Regions from separate parts of the Rattus norvegicus genome. Here region 2 is linked to region 1. The links are chromatin contacts, called in public Hi-C maps. All regions are on one chromosome and are shown on one strand. The core of a region is the stretch at or near the end of the contact, and the rest is flanking DNA. Distances in the headings are between cores, read along the strand shown.

Region 1 (2,918 bases), core at 159-2,658:
ATTATTCTGTCTCTTGAGTGCTGGGATTAAAGGAATTAAACTGGCCTCACTGAACGAGGTTTGATGACACTCAAGTTATCGACTCAAACAGCTATTTAAAAGAATTTAGATTTATTACTGTTGTTATTGTTGTTAGTCTGTGTGTGTGTGTGTGCGCGCGCGCGCAGGTGCACCATGCTACAGTATGCCATGTGCGAGTCAGTTCTCTCCTCACTATGTGGGTCCTGAACATCATGGGAGGGAGCTTGGCAACAGGCAGGCCTACCGGCACTGGAGCAGCGACTCAGAGCTCACATCTCAATCCACTAGCACAAAGGCAGAGAAAGGAGCTACTGCAACCTCTCTCAAAGCCTACCCCCAGTGATACACCTCCTCCAACAAGGCCATTCCTCCCAATCCTTCTAAAATAGGTTCTCCAACTGGGGACCAAGCATTCAAACATTTAAGCCTAAGGGTCCCTTGTACAAAGTCCACAACTTCATTTCTTTCTTCGCCAGACTGCATCGTTAGCCACCAGGGGGCTCCCCTGAGAGCCGCGTAGCTTTCTAACTGAGTAAACTGCAAGAGTGTACGAACAACAAAGGAGAAAAACTTTCTTGAACGTATGACGTCCCTTGCCATTTTCCTTTTCCTGATGCGGGATGAGGAGGGGGAGGACGTCCCTCTGCGGGTACGAACTGTGCATTGTGTCTGTTAACATCAACTGGGCTGGCTGGGCAGGGGTGTTGGCACAGACCTTTAATCCCAGCACTAGGGAGGCTAAAGCAGGAGCATCTCTATGATTTCGAGACCAGCCTGATTCACATAGCGATACCAACCATCTGAAGAAAGGGGTGGGGGGTGTTTACTGCCCAGGCTGGCCTTAATCCTTCTTCGGGCTTCGGAGCTCAGGAAAACCCAGTACCAGTGGGTTTTTCTTGCTTCGGGCAGTGTCTCTCTGCAATGTTGCCTCCCTGGGGACAGGTGGTGGTGGTGGTGGTGGTGGTGGTGGTGGTGGTGGTGGTGGTGGTGGTGGTGGTGGTGTGTGAATATTTACTGTTTTACACAAAACACTGCACCGTCCGTTTTTCCAACAGTTCATGAGGATTCCAACACCAAGCCATTCTATAAATAAGAAGCCGAGTCTCAGAGAATTTGAGTGTGTAGAGAAAGGAGGTCCGCAGGCCCAGTTCTGTGCATCATAGGGTGTTCCGGGGTGTCTGGCTGTATCTCAAGATTCTCTCAGAAAATCACCCGCACCGGACCGGATCCCTCAGGGAGGGGCTGCACTTTGGTTCTTCTCTTCTGCACCCGGATGAAGCAGGAACCCCGGTTGCGTGTTGCACTGAACGCTAAAGGGTTAAGGCCTGGGGGGCCGCCCCTTTTCCGCCCAGCCGGCGGGAGTATGAATACCCTCGCTCCAGCTCCCTGCTGGAGTTCTCCGCTTCCGCTGGGTCACTGTCGCCGCTACTTCTTTTCAACCCCTAAAAGCTCCACGGGCCACTCCCTTCTCTAGTGCTCCACGTCCGCTTGCCCTCGGGGGCCAGACCAGCGACATGGAGGGTTGCGTCGGGGAAGAATCTTTTCAGATGTGGGAGCTCAATCGACGCCTGGAGGCCTACCTGACCCGGGTCAAGACGCTAGAAGAGCAAAACCAGCTGCTCAGCGCCGAGCTTGGGGGACTCCGGGCGCAGTCCGGAGACACCTCCTGGAGAGCCCGAGCCGATGACGAGCTGGCATCCCTGCGGATCCTCGTCGATCAGCGCTGGCGGGAGAAGCTCGAGGCTGAGGTGCAGCGCGACAACCTTGCGGAAGAGCTGGAGAGCGTGGCGGGCCGGTGCCAGCAGGTGCGGCTTGCTCGGGAGCGGACCGTCCAGGAGGCCGCCTGCAGCCGGCGCGCACTCGAGGCGGAGAAGAATGCGCGGGGCTGGCTGAGCACCCAGGCGGCCGAGCTGGAGCGGGAGTTAGAGGCTCTGCGAGCCGCGCACGAGGAGGAGCGCGCACACCTGAACGCCCAGGCCGCCTGTGCGCCTCGCCGGCCCCCCGCACCGCCCCACGGATCCCCGGTCCGGGCCCCCGAAGTCGAGGATCTGGCCAGGCGACTAGGCGAAGTGTGGCGCGGGGCGGTGCGTGACTACCAGGAGCGCGTGGCTCACATGGAAAGCTCGCTGGGTCAGGCACGCGAGCGGCTGAGCCAAGCCGTGCGGGGCGCTCGGGAGTGTCGCTTAGAGGTGCAACAGCTGCAGGCTGATCGCGACAGCCTCCAGGAGCGCAGAGAAGCGCTGGAACAGAGATTGGAAGGCCGCTGGCAGGACCGGCTGCAGGCCACTGATAAGTTCCAGGTGAGGAGGGTCACCAACTTCCTCCCCGACTACCCGCCCCCACACAGACCCGTAAGACCAAGCCCTAGGAAGTACTTAGGATGGCAAGAGACCTTCAGGAAGGGGCTGGAGGAAAGGGCGACTGTATTCATGAGTCCCTGCCCAGAGCAAGCACAGGCCCTAAACTTTCCTGTCCAAGCAGGATGGGCGGATGGAATTCTGAGACCTCCTTAGCAGAGCCCGCTTAAAGGACGACAGGCCAATTCCCACTGTAGCAGCTCCTCACTCTTTGAAGGGCAATTTCACTCTAGGATGATTCCCTGCGCCCTTCCCTTTGCTGTTGTCAATCAGAAGGTGCCCAGCACATGCTCCCTCAGCACCAGAAGGTCCCTAGCAACCATAGTGAAGGAAGGCGGGGTGAGCCACCGCCGACCACCAGCCCCTCTCTGTGTCAAGGCTTCTCAGCTCCCTGAAGCACATTCCAAAGGCCTGGGGCACCCTCCCCCTTATACTGCACAGATGTAACCAACAGCTGAGAAAACAGCTCTTGCCTGGCCCAGACAGAAGCCCCGACACGGCCATCTGCCCACTCTTCTTGGGGGAGAAAGATTCCAGAAC
Region 2 (2,823 bases), core at 203-2,702, 82 kb after region 1:
GAAGCCGAAGATGGCATCCACCACCAATTCATACAGCTCATCCACCATCATGGGCTGTGAGGGTGCAGGAAGAGGAAAGACAGGAACTGCTGTCACATAGGGAGGGCTGTCCCTGTACCCACTGACCACAGAAGCACAGATATAATTGTCCCCTAAGGCACAGTAAAGAGTAGCTCATTCGAGCCAGTCTGAATCCAGGCATACTTTCTGTTCTGAGCACCTGCCTGTCAGTGGTGAGAGGCTGACTGCCAGTTTCAGGCTTCCTGAGACTGGAAGCCAGGAGGGACTAGTTCTGCATGTTAGTATTGTCATCCATAGAATGTTTTTTGAAAAAGTTTTGGTTTCCCACCATCTATGCATGCATGCATGCATGCATTTATAGAAAAGGTTCAGGATGAGGCCCTGGGGGCCAGAATACTGTTTGATGCACGTTGCAGGGTGTGTGTGTGTGTGTGTCTCGCTACAGAATGGGAGTGACTGGAGTTGCTAGTGTTGGAAAGTCGTGGCGCACACACAATATGGAGAAGCATCTACACTTCTATTTAGAGAGCAGTTTTTAGGACAGAAACTAAACAGGCCTGCTTCGTCTGAAACATGAGGGGAAAGGCAGGGGCAGTACTTACTGGAGATGAGGCATCAACCCACATACCTCTGGGGGCATTTCACCAAGGAAAGGGATGTCCATTTTCTGACACTGAGTCACTAGCCCAGTGAAGAGTGGTTTGTTAGGTCTTTTGGGGTAATAGATAGTTGGCTGGTAACCCTAGTTGAAAAGGAAAACAGCCATTCAATCTCCGGTTCCAGAATCCTTATACCTTGCCACAAAAACTCAGTTCATATACTCACAAAAAGTTTGAGGTGTCGCGCACAGACCAGCCCATCCCCTCCGTTATTTCCGGGGCCACAGATGACCAAGACAGTCGGGGGACTCTTGGACATAGACGTGGGGGGATAAGCCTGAAGGCAGAAGTGCAAAGGGTCGGGCAGTCATCGCTATGTGCTCCACCGCCCGGGACTTCCCCACCTGCTCCTCACAAAGGCTTCTCGTTGTGCCACGTACCTTGGCAATGGCCGTGGCACAGCTCAACCCGGCCAGCTCCATGAGTTGATCCACGCTGAACTGGTATTCGTTAAAAAGCTCCTCGTCCACGGCCTGAGCCTCCTCCTGGCTGAGGGAAGTCCTGGCCTGAGTCCGCCGCTGGGGTGCTGGGGCCGCGGCCTGCCCCGCCCCGCCCCCGCGGGAGAGCGCGGCCGTACCTCAGGTACTTCACCGCCGCACTCGCCATGGTCTCCGAGCTCCGGTGCTGCGTTCCCCACCAAATGGGCCCTGCACGGCACACACTCTGCCGGCTTGCGATCCGTGGCAGGCGCGAGCCTGCAACTAGCAGCCCCAACCCCAGCAGCGTCCGCAGCCCGGACATTCGACACACAGAGCGTCGCCTGCACAGCGCATGCCCAGGCCCGTCCCGCCCCAGCGCCTTTTGCCAGGAACCGTCGGTTCCCAGTCCCAGACTATCACACGTTCCGCGCACCTTCGTTCCGGCCTGCGTTCTCACCTTTCCCCAACGTTGCAGAGTTCCAGATGTGCTTCACTCCCTCTGTGGTCCTGGCTGGCCTCTATCTCGAAGCAGCTCTATTGCCTTCAGCGTCCTTGCTGAGAGGTGGGAATTGCACACATGTATCGTGCCCAGCTTTTTTAATTATAAAAGAATTATTATCTCTTCTAGGGAATATCTTTGACCTCCCGCTACCCCTGCTTTTGTTTGTTTTTAATATTTAAAATTGTTGGAGGGAGGAGGCATGCACGTGCCCTGTTGCACATACAGAGGTCAGAGGACAATTTCTGTGCGTCCTGTCTCTCTTCTACACTGTAAGATCTGAGGATCAATCACAGGTTGTCAAGCTTGGTGCTCAGTGCCCTTACCCTCTAAGTCATTTTGTGGGCCTCTGCCCTGTCTATTTTACTTATTTGATGTATAGAATTTGTAAGGCTGCGATAGTGGCAGGAACTTTAGATTGCTCGTGTAGTTGTGCTTTGAGTCCGAGGTTCCATGGTCTTACCCAGGACCTCACTAGCTTTATTTTCTGATTTCACTAGCATGTGAGTGACTTCACCTTTGCAAGTTACTCAAGACTTCTTACGCATTTTCTGGAAAATATTTATTTAGTTTACTTTTGGTTTTGTTCTTGATTGTTTCAGAGTGTGGGTATGTGCACATGACCTCAGGTACCTCAGGAACCAGAGGTGTCAGATTCCCTGTGGCCTAGGCTGCCCTGGATCTTATGTTGCCAAAGATGGCTTTACATCCCTGATCCTCCCTCCTGTTGAGATCCCGGGTCTGGGCCACTGTGGCTGGCTTTATTTAAGTTTAGTGATTCTGAAGATTCATTTTTAAAACACAATGTGAAACATGTTTATTTAGCATAGATATGTTAAACACTTAAACATGCCAGATGCTAACATGAACCATCACCTCATCTCATAGCATCGCTATTATTCCTGTTTCAAAGAGGAAACAAAACAAAACAAAACAAAACAAAAGAGCTGCCCAGTGCCCAGTGACAGGCTGGCCTTACAGCCTTCTGCAACTTATCCTGGTACAGAAAGATAATAATGACTTATCCTGCTTGGCTTCATTCTGATGGGAGTAACTATAGAGCAATTCCAAAAACATCCCATCCACAGAACTCAGGAGACAACCGATAAGAGCTGTCTCCAGGAAGGCCGCCTCTGAGCACCAATCCCCTTTGTTGCCGCCTGGCAGCCTTTTAGGTTTTCCTTGAGGAGTGGTTCCAAGTCCAAGCGAGAGTCACATGGATTGA

What was found. Hi-C and Micro-C count contacts between places; a contact is called where the count stands out from the background.
Region 2: a contact with region 1 is called in a Hi-C map of mammary epithelial cells, with 2.5 times the contacts expected there. The contact joins the promoter of Naxe here to the promoter of Nes in region 1. A contact is called at or near these places in 3 of 12 Hi-C or Micro-C datasets (frontal cortex, kidney and mammary epithelial cells) and 1 of 1 datasets of contacts at active chromatin or transcription factors (oligodendrocytes).

What each region holds. Positions count from the first base shown.
Region 1 is chr2:175,735,180-175,738,097 of GRCr8, forward strand. It overlaps Nes (nestin), which reads left to right and starts at 1,409. Exons shown (of 4, transcript NM_001308239.1): 1 at 1,409-2,321. The coding sequence starts at 1,536.
Region 2 is chr2:175,817,437-175,820,259 of GRCr8, forward strand. Naxe (NAD(P)HX epimerase) reads right to left here and starts at 1,453. Exons shown (of 6, transcript NM_001399227.1): 1 at 1,258-1,453; 2 at 1,061-1,169; 3 at 847-957; 4 at 650-763; 5 at 1-54. The coding sequence starts at 1,421. It overlaps Ttc24 (tetratricopeptide repeat domain 24), which reads right to left. Exons shown (of 9, transcript XM_063282716.1): 9 at 1,485-1,654. The coding sequence ends at 1,618.